2 separate regions of the Cricetulus griseus genome follow, and region 1 is linked to region 2. Evidence: chromatin contacts called from public Hi-C data. All regions are on one chromosome and are shown on one strand. Each heading gives the region's core, a stretch centred on a gene start, on an enhancer-like site or on the middle of the called end of the contact. The rest is flanking DNA. Distances are from core to core; before and after follow the strand shown. Region 1 overlaps Ca3 (carbonic anhydrase 3). Region 2 has its middle 280 kb from the start of Ca2.

Region 1 (4,833 bases), core at 468-2,967, 290 kb before region 2:
AGAAAGCACAGAATCACAGCCCCACTCACCGTGAAAACAAGGAATACAATACTACAGTGACTTGAACAGACCAAGTCAGAACATAAAGCAGATTCCTTTCCATCATCAGAGGTTTACTAGTGAAGGGGCAGAACCTGTTCAAATGTCTGCTTTCCTTTTTGCTATTGAAATCTGTTCTCATGAGTGAATAAGTCAGGCCTCTAGGGGGCGCTGAGTGCTCGTGTTCTCTTAGAGTACTTGCGCCTGTGTTCCAGGGCAAGGAGGCTCCTTTCACCCACTTCGACCCATCCTGCCTGTTTCCTGCTTGCCGCGACTACTGGACCTATCATGGCTCCTTCACCACGCCACCCTGCGAGGAGTGCATCGTGTGGCTGCTGTTGAAGGAGCCCATGACCGTGAGCTCAGACCAGGTGAGTGCAGCCGCAGAGCCCTGTGTGTGAACTGTGGACTGAAGGCACATGCTAAAGGCCCAACCCATAGACACTGAAAGCTAGATCGCTGGTATGTTCCTCAGAGGGCTCACAGTTTGCCCTCTAGAAATTCCCTCAGCCTGTTTATCCAAGGGAGCTTCCCAAGGGTAATGGGACAATGCAGTCTTGTAAGAGCAGGTGGGGTCCTGAACTGGGTTTCTGTATGAGTGAGGACTGGCTAGGAGATGAGGTGGCGAATTCAGGCCTGAGGAGGAGTGCTGTGCTCCTCCAGCTTTTACCAGGAAAGAAGCTGAGGCTCAGATTCTGAAACAAACCAATTTCTCCACAAGGACAAGCAAGCACAAACTCCTCATCCCAATCACAATCTGTCTGCTTTCAAGAGTCCCTGGCTGCTCTTCTCACTCCCGCCCTACTTCCATTCATCTAAAGAATGGACTGGCAACATGTATAAGATAGGGCTTCAAGGAAAGCTAAGTGGGTGTAGACATGGAGAACATAGTTAAAGTGAACCACACAGGGCTCACAGCCTGGAACATGGATGTATCACAGCAAGATCAGCTCACCAGCCTGACTCCTTGGCTTAAGACAGGGGCTCATATGTTCCCTCCAGGGTGAACCCGAGAGTAAATCAACATTAAAAACAAATAAAATAAGAATTAGCTTTAACAGTCTTTAAATGAAGAAAGCTATAAGACAATTTTTATCACTAAAGCATAATATATTAACATTAAAAGTATAACACATGTGTGTGTATACATGTGTGTGAGCACACGTGTGATGATCAGTGGACAACTTGCAGCCCTGCGCCCTGTGGTTTCAGCGCATCAAAGGTTGTCAGGCTTGCCATCCTTACACACTGAACTATCTAGGTTATTACCAAGGCATAATATTTTTATGAGAATTTCCTATTTTCTCTTCCTCTAAGGGGAAAAAAGCTAACATTTTAACATATAGCCCGATTTTAACTTCTTTCTTGTCCTTTAAAGTAGTCTCATAAATACTTGAGTTGATTACACAGTGGAAGCCTATCAAGGTGTTTCTTATTTACAGGCATACAGTAAACCGTCATCCCCTTCTATGTAAAGTGTATACCTCATACTGATCCCCCCAATTTACAACTCAGAAGAACTTTGGTGGGAAAGGCGGTTGCCCAGAGAGCAGGGGGTCCTGGGAGTAAGGAAATGTTTATGTTATGAACTGGTTCTTGCCAGCTCACGACCTATCTATCCCTGGAGACTGGTTTTGTGGTTTGCCTGGCCTGCTTGCAAAGCCTGCGGTTTCTAACAGTCTGCTTCTTCCCCTTGCAGATGGCCAAGCTGCGTAGTCTATTCGCCAGCACGGAGAATGAGCCCCCGGTGCCTCTGGTGGGGAATTGGCGCCCCCCGCAGCCGGTCAAGGGTAGGGTGGTGAGGGCCTCTTTCAAGTGAGGTCCCGGGTTTGCCCTCTGCAGGAAAGAAAACCTGCCCTGAAGAGTCGCCTGCCTCTCCCTGGTGCTCTGTGCTCTAAGCTATTTTCCAACACTCTGAAGAAAAAGACGCAGTCACATGAAACCGCAATGCCTTTTGACATTATCTAACCCAGAAGCATGAATTTCACTCCTAATGTTTGTAATAACCACTTTTCTATAAAATTAGTATTTCTAATATTGGTTCAATGAGGAAGAAATAGATTGAAGACTAGAGATTTAGAATAGTGGTTTACTGGGCATATTACATTTCTCAGAACCTCAGGACTCCTGTTTTCCAGCCGAGTTACCAACACTACAGAAGTCATGGTTGTGGGTATGGAGATGTGTGCCGACCCTCCCACAGTTAAGTGAAAGCACAAGTTAAGACCACTGTGTTTTACTCTTAAATATCAGCAAAACTCCATCACCCATTGAAATTTTGCTTTCTGCCATGTTTGCCTGGTTTTAATTGTCTGTAACACACACACACACACACACACACACACACACACACACACACACACGATCATGTATTTTAGAATGTTTGATCCAGCATATGAATTTCTTCTTCATAAAAATGGTTTTCTTTGCCTAAAGCAGGGTCATTTCTTTTCTATTTCACTACTTTCATCTTTGCATGCCTATTAAAATCATCATCATAATAAAAATAAAAACTGTCTCTGGTGTCTTTTGAATTTGAGTCTGGAATGAATGATTCCTAGAACAGGAAGGAATGGATGACAACTGAAGCCAATACTTTGTACTGCTCACAGAAACCATTAAGACTGGATGCAGATGAAAAGTGTGTGTATTCCCCTTTTACACTGAAGACTTATATTAAAATACTTGTTTTAAGGTAGCATATAAAGTGACAGGATTAATTTTGGCATTTACCTGCAGATAAGTCTTTATGCTTTGTTTTAATTCAGCCCTTCCATCATTGCCATTCCCTATGACATCTGCCCTCCAACAGTCCCCTCTTCTGCATTAATGTCACAGGAATCCCATTGTCCTCCCCTTTTAAGAGCTCTCTCTTCCTCCCCTCAAGATCCCCCTTCCAGTTTTGAGACCCTCTATATGTCCACACACATATATAATTTTAAGCCCAGGTTTCACATATGAAAGAAAATATTCTGTATTTGTCTTTCAGAGTCTGGCTTATTTCCTCTAACAAGATTATGTTGTGTTTGTGTAATTATTGGAAAAGCATTATACATGATAAAAAAAAATGGAGGACACCCAGAATGATAAACTTTCCAAGTTTATTTTGTAACTGAAGGAAACAATAAATGACTCAAGTTCTAAATGCAGATGCTATATCTTTAGGAAAGGGGGCAAGGCAGTTTGTAAGGGCATCTAACTGAACTGTAGACCTGAGCAGTGGCTGTTGGTCAGTCTCATCATGTGGGTCAAGTCCAAGCTGAATAGGATTCTGGCATTCAGGCCAGTGCAAACAGCCAGTACTCCTTTTAGGGAAGACAACACCTTTTTATATCATTTTTCTAAAAGTGTACTTCAGCATGCTTTGTCCCAACAGCATAGAAAGCATATATTTGACGTTTTACTACATTTAATATCTCTAAACACAAAATGCAGTTGTCCAGTCAGAGGTTTCGGCTATCTTTCATTGCTTCCTTCAGTGGTCTATATGTTAGCTACTGTAGAACAGGACAGCAATCAGCACATTGCCTTAAAGAGTGAAAATGGCCCTGGGTCAGGAGAGCCCTGAGACACTGGAAATCAAATCACATGACAAAGTCCTGTGAGGCTAAAGTTATTTAATAGATTACCACTTGGGTGAGGTAAAACCAGGTTGGTCAGTGTGAAGAGGATGTGTTAATTAAATCCCTTGAAATTAGGAGGTGTGGAGCTCTGATCATTAGTAGTAATACACAAGCTGCTTGTCTCAGGGTACTTAGTTGGCAATGTTCAGAACCCTGTGAAGAATGTAACCATTATCTGTGCTGTGTGGGGGAGGCACATGGTCCCCCTTGGTTAGGAGTGGTTATTATTTTAGTACACAGGGCAAACAAGGGTGGAGGATGTTGTCTCCCAGGACCATAAGCATGAAGAAAGCATAGGCACTATTCCTGCCACTGGCATTTGCCTGTCACTTTATACTCTGTCCAGCAAAAATAAAAAATAAAAAATAATAACCACTTGCCAAGTTTTGTATGAACAGATGATGCCATGAAAACAGAGGGGTCCAGGGAAGGCTCAGCCTCTCTAACTTCACAGTAATTTGAATAGTAATACTAATACCACCTTTGCTCCTCTTAGTTTACATCTTCTTGAAAATAATTTCATTGTCTATAGGTGGAGACTCTACAGTGTCTAGTCTGCCATCTCTGTCAGTGATGAATAGTGCACGTGACAATCAACCATCTGAACACCCCCCTGCCCGCCCTGATAATACGATGTCATAATAAACTTCTTTTGGAGTATTGAAGGCAGGCATGCTTCTGCATTCAAGGGACCATGATTTTCCAGATTAGGTCAAGGCCTCCAAACAATTGCACTTCAGGCTTCTGTAGCTTGCAAGCAGTGTGCCAGGAGCTGCCATCTGAAAAGGCTCCAGAATACGCCAACCTTATTCCTCTGGGTGTGATTGCGGGTATCTTAACATTTCAAAGTGGGGTGACAGCGATGTAAATTAAGTGTTTCATAATGTTCAGATAATGGCATGCTCAAAAGCCTACAAAGTAGAGCAACACTGGCAGGCTGTTAGGCTGAAGGGTGCAAATACATTATAGTCTCCGTGTTTGTGAAATGGAGAGATGCTATATTTCTGAAAATTCAAATCATAATTCAGGACTCCAATGTAGAATGTTTCCAAATGTAGACTAAATGAATCATTTTGTGGAGGGATGAGAGCTATTCTGCACAGACACTGCAAAGCTACAGGTCTCAGCATCTAACTGTGACCACAGCTATGAAGTAGCCATAGATACACTT
Region 2 (4,910 bases), core at 444-2,943:
GCTGTGTTTCATCATGTATTCAGATGGAAGCTTGTCAGTAACAATATGTGGTGATTAGCAGCAGGACTGAACCCCACCTGTGTAATCAGGCAGAAACTCATAAATCTCTGCTATGGCTCACCAGGCACATTCTCACCAAAGGAGAGACTGAGAAAGATTATGACCTTGCCTGCTCTCTACCCACAGCTTGCTAGCACAACGCACTTGTCCTAGACAGCAAAGTCCTCTTCTATAAGCAGACACTAATGCTAGCCTTGCAAAATTCCTATCTTCAACTCAGAAAGCCCTGGTGATTCTTTTAAACAGTAGTTAACACCCCCAGTTATTTGGGAAAGTTCTCTTCATCAGACATACCATTTGGATATGGACACTGAGTACACTACAACACACTATTCAAATGTATGGCTTCACAGAGATCTTAGATACTGACAAAGGGAAAAACCATGTTCATAGAAGCATTATTTGTAATAGTCAGAACCTGGAAGCAACCTAGATGCCCCTCAACTGAAGAATAGATAAAGAAAATGTGGTACATTTATACAATGGACTATTACTCAGCAGAAAAAAAACCAATGGAATCTTTAAATTCACAGGCAAATGGATGGAACCAGAAGAAACCATCCTGAGTGAGGCAACCCAGTCACAAAAAGACAAACGTGGTATGTAATCACTTATATATTGATATTAGACATAGGGCAAAGGATTACCAGCCTAAAATCCACACCATCAGAGAAACTAGGAAGCAAGGACTACCCCAAGAAAGACATACATGGTCTCCCAGAGAAGGGGAAAGGGACAAGAAGAGCTCCTGAGCAAATTGGGAGTACTTGGAGGGGAGCATTAGAAGAAAGAGAAGGGTAGAAGAGGCGGGGGGAGGAGGACATGAGGGATCAGGAATATTGAGTCAGGGGAAGAATAGGAGAGAGCAAGAAAAGAGATACCATAATAGAGGGAAACATTATAGGTATAAGGAGAAATCTCGCACTAGGGAAATGTCCAGAGATCTACAAGGATGACCTCAACTAAGAAGCAGAAGCAGACACCCACAGCTAAACACTGAGCTGAACTCTGGAATCCAGTTGCAGAGAGGGAGGAGTGATGAGCAAATGGGTCAAGACTGATGCCACAGAAACAGCTGACCTGAACATGGGGCAACTCATGGATCCCAGACTGATTGCTGGGAAACCAGCATAGGACTGTTCCAGACCCCCTGAACAAGGATGCCAGTTTGGAGGTCTGGTTAATCTAAGCAGCCCCTGGTAGTGGATCAGTATTTATCCCCAGGACACGAATGGGCTTTGGGAGCCCACTCCACAGAGAGGAATACTCTCTCAACCTTGATACATGGGGGAGGGTCTAGGCCCTGCTCCAAATAATATGACAGTTTGGAAGATCCCCAATGGAAGACCTCACTCTGCATAGTCACCAACCATATGTGCATGTCAAATTGAGCACAGAAGTCAAAGTACTTCCTTTTGCTGTTATTTAAAACAAGAATCAGCCCATGCTCTAATTCTTTCTCCCTGTGTCTGCTGTTGCCACTGCCTGAGGGTTATATGAATCCGAATCTGTGCCTTCTTGAATTCTGTCTAGAGAATCTGTCCCTGTGTCTGTGCCTGTGTGACTCTCTGTGTGAATACCCTTAACAAAGGCCTTTGCTCTCTCTTTTAATGAACAACCTAGAAAGCATTTCATGAGGAAGGAATGTGGGATACTTTACAGCAATCTTTAGCAGTGTTTTACAAGGGATTAAGTCACTGGCTCCGTGTGACCCAGTTAAGAAACAAACACTAATCAACCAATACCTGAATACCGTTTCAGCATTTATGGTGGATATTCATTTTACAAGGCCCCTTTTAGCCTATTTTCTGTTCCCAGAGAATTATTAACAGAATGCACATGCAATGCTCTCTGTTTTATGTACATGTAAGATTATGTATTTTAAGATTGCAGCGATACATTAGCATAGGTTGCAAAAGCTGATTATACTGGAAATCCAAGGCAAGTAATGATGGTTGTTATGTTATTCTCTTTTTTTTGGGGGGGGGGTGCTTTTGAGATAGGGTTTCTCTGTGGCTTTGCAGGCTGTCCTGGAACTAGCTCTTTTAGACCAGGCTGGTCTCGAATTCACAGAGACCCACCTGCCTCTGCCTCCTGAGTACTGGAATTAAAGGCATGCACCACCACTGCCCAGCATGTTATTCTCTTAACAGGCTGAGCACACAGTAGGGTATCAGTCTAAATTTGTGAGTGACCTCATGGCATAGTAATATTAACTCTGGCTGTGAGGTCCAGAAAGATAATCTCTTAGAGTGCAACATATATTTATATCAAAATATAAATTGCCACAGTTACCTCCTGATTTTGCCTGGCCCTAGTTCCTATCATCAGTAAGACATATTATGAAAGAAAGTCGTTAATATAAAATATTTCTTAAAGCCCGTAATAATACTTGTTATTTGTTCAATGCAGATATGCCTCATATGTCTCATCCAGGGGAACTCACCAATTACCTTCGTCTATCACCACAGAGACAGGTGTTTTAGTCTAGGAATGAGACAGGAGAAAGATCTTACAGTAATCAGTTTTCAGTGGCATTTGCAACCTTACTTATTAATGTAGAACTTAATTGCAAGCATTTCAGGACCTGTGATCAATGGACTGCTGTTTCTCTTTTAAATGGCTTAACTGATAATCTAGTGTTCCCCAAGTGACCTTTGACAAGAGTGTCTGAGATGGAAAAACTATACTTCCAAACTCATATTCAGAAATCACCACTTGCAAATTTGCATGTCATCTTGCTGACAGTAATGCTAAGTAGCTTGCATGTGCTCACTGATGTGCATTCTAACAGAACTGGAAATTCCTTAAAAACATGCAGGGCCTGTGCATAATGTATAGGATGACTCATAGCTATTGTCGCCTGTAACATAAACATGGAGCTAATTAAAGATTGAAAAACAAATGCAATATGGAATGTCCAAGGCCTTTAGTGAAAAAAAAATGATAAGTGAAAATCCAATAACCCAACAAAGTAGGTCAAATAAATGCTGTTACTTCCTCTTTCTATATCTTTCTGTTTATACCACTGCTGTCAGTTCCTTCTCCCCCTGTTCATCCTTCTTCTCCTCTTTCATTTGTTAACTGATCAAAAAATCATATTTCAAGTGGCTTGCATGAAGTATCATTTATTTCATCCTTATAGACTGAAAAAATCTGGATTCTTTGAGGGGAGATTAAAATGTTTGTGCTATGCTCTTTTTTTCTCATAACACTTAAGAGTAAACTCCTAAAAGATTCATTGAAAATCTGATGAGGTAAGGCATTTATTCAGATTTCTCAACATGCATTCTTTGTACTCAATCATGCTTACTATCTGTGTGTTTGTAAAGGACGAGCATCTGTGTAATTCTTACATTTCGAGCCTCTACTTTGTCTGGCACTCAGTGGATTATTAGAAGACATTTGTTTTCAGAGTTGCAGGAAGACTCATCATAGTAGATAACTGGAAAAGCAAAGGAACCTAGCCAGTCATTTGCCATTTTCTTTTTCTCATTATGCAGTTAGTCAAGCATGTGGGATTACACAAGCCCTGGGAAAAGAAATCATTTCCAAGAATTTATTAGAGCAAGAAATTTTTGCAGGTCAGAAAACTCTAGCAAGTCCTGGTCATTAAAGTAGTAGACTTTGCTTTCTGCATGGATTCATTATTTTAATAATGGAAATTAAGGATGTAGGTTTGGGGACAGAGTTCAGTAATAAAGCACCTGCCTAGTATGTGTTAAGCAATGGGTTTAGTATCCAGTGGTAGACTTCTTGCCTAATATCCTCTGGGTCCTAGGTTCAATTCTAAGTATCACCAAAAATCTGTAAATAAATAAATAACAACAAACAAAATTAAAAGCCCAGAATAAAACTCAGCCACTCAGAGAAAGAGAAAATGGTAAATGACTGGCTAGGTTCCTTTGCTTTTCCAATTACTAGTATTATGAGTCTTCCTGCAACTCTGCAAACAAATGTCTTCTAATAACCCACTGAGTGCTAGACAAATAACAGCAGTTATTTTATCATCATATCTATTTGTTTTGGGGACTAGCTTTTCTATCATATTATACACTGCTTGAGGCTTGGAATTCATCTTACACATCTTTACAATCAAAGTTAGTGCAATATTTAAACACCAGTACAAGAGAGGCAATGATGAATCAGAACTGATAGTTTTAATACATCAACATGGATATATCCATATTCTGTTTAAATACCAATCCTAGTCTGTCCCTAGTACCTACGACAATGCCTAGGAAAATACTACACATGCAATAAACAGTAGATGAATTCAAAAGAAGAAATGAAAGAATGCATCAGCAATTCAAGGAGATCTTTTCAACAAAGTCCAGCTTCTAGATCGTCATCATTCACACTGTGATGAATATTTCCTCAGCTTTCAGTTTTGTTCCACACAGTGCTGGAAATCCTGCCCAAGAAAATTAGTTAAGGAAAAGAAATGAAGGACCCGCAAATTGCAAAGGAGGAAGTTGTATTGTCTCTGCTCAAAGATATATTTTCTTTGCTCAGCATCTTTGAATTTTTCAGAGAGGGACACAAAGATATGAGCAGTAGAGATTCTAATATGATAGCTTTTGTGGGTTGGCCTGAAGGAGGAGCTAACATGCTCTTGCTGTAGTAGCTTTCTGGGTAGGACTGTGCATCCCAAGCTTGAATCCTCATTCTTTTGAATCTTTATCCTCTTAAGCTCCAACATAGATCTTTGATAGTTTTAGATGAGTTAAATAACGTGATTTTCTGTTGTGTTTACTGCAGAACTGTAAATGTGTAATGAACTTCTTTTGTTCTCTATGAGAAACAGAGAAGATCACAATCTTTCAGGCAAAGGGCAGTGATGAAAGGAA

The links. Hi-C and Micro-C count contacts between places; a contact is called where the count stands out from the background.
Region 1: a contact with region 2 is called in a Hi-C map of the CHK-Q cell line, with 6 times the contacts expected there. The contact joins two enhancer-like sites. A contact is called at or near these places in 4 of 8 Hi-C or Micro-C datasets (the CHK-Q cell line, the CHO-K1 cell line, fibroblasts and 1 more).

The regions. Positions count from the first base shown.
Region 1 is chr2:134,235,920-134,240,752 of CriGri-PICRH-1.0, reverse strand. It overlaps Ca3 (carbonic anhydrase 3), which reads left to right. Exons shown (of 8, transcript XM_027398736.2): 7 at 255-410; 8 at 1,739-2,573. The coding sequence ends at 1,858. Among named protein-coding and RNA genes, the nearest start is that of Ca3, 9.3 kb to the left of the region's middle. Within about 2 kb of position 1,717, at least 2 of the 6 cell types and tissues checked have open chromatin away from gene starts, as enhancers often do.
Region 2 is chr2:133,941,969-133,946,878 of CriGri-PICRH-1.0, reverse strand. No RefSeq gene overlaps it. Among named protein-coding and RNA genes, the nearest start is that of Ca2, 280 kb to the left of the region's middle. Within about 2 kb of position 1,693, at least 1 of the 6 cell types and tissues checked has open chromatin away from gene starts, as enhancers often do.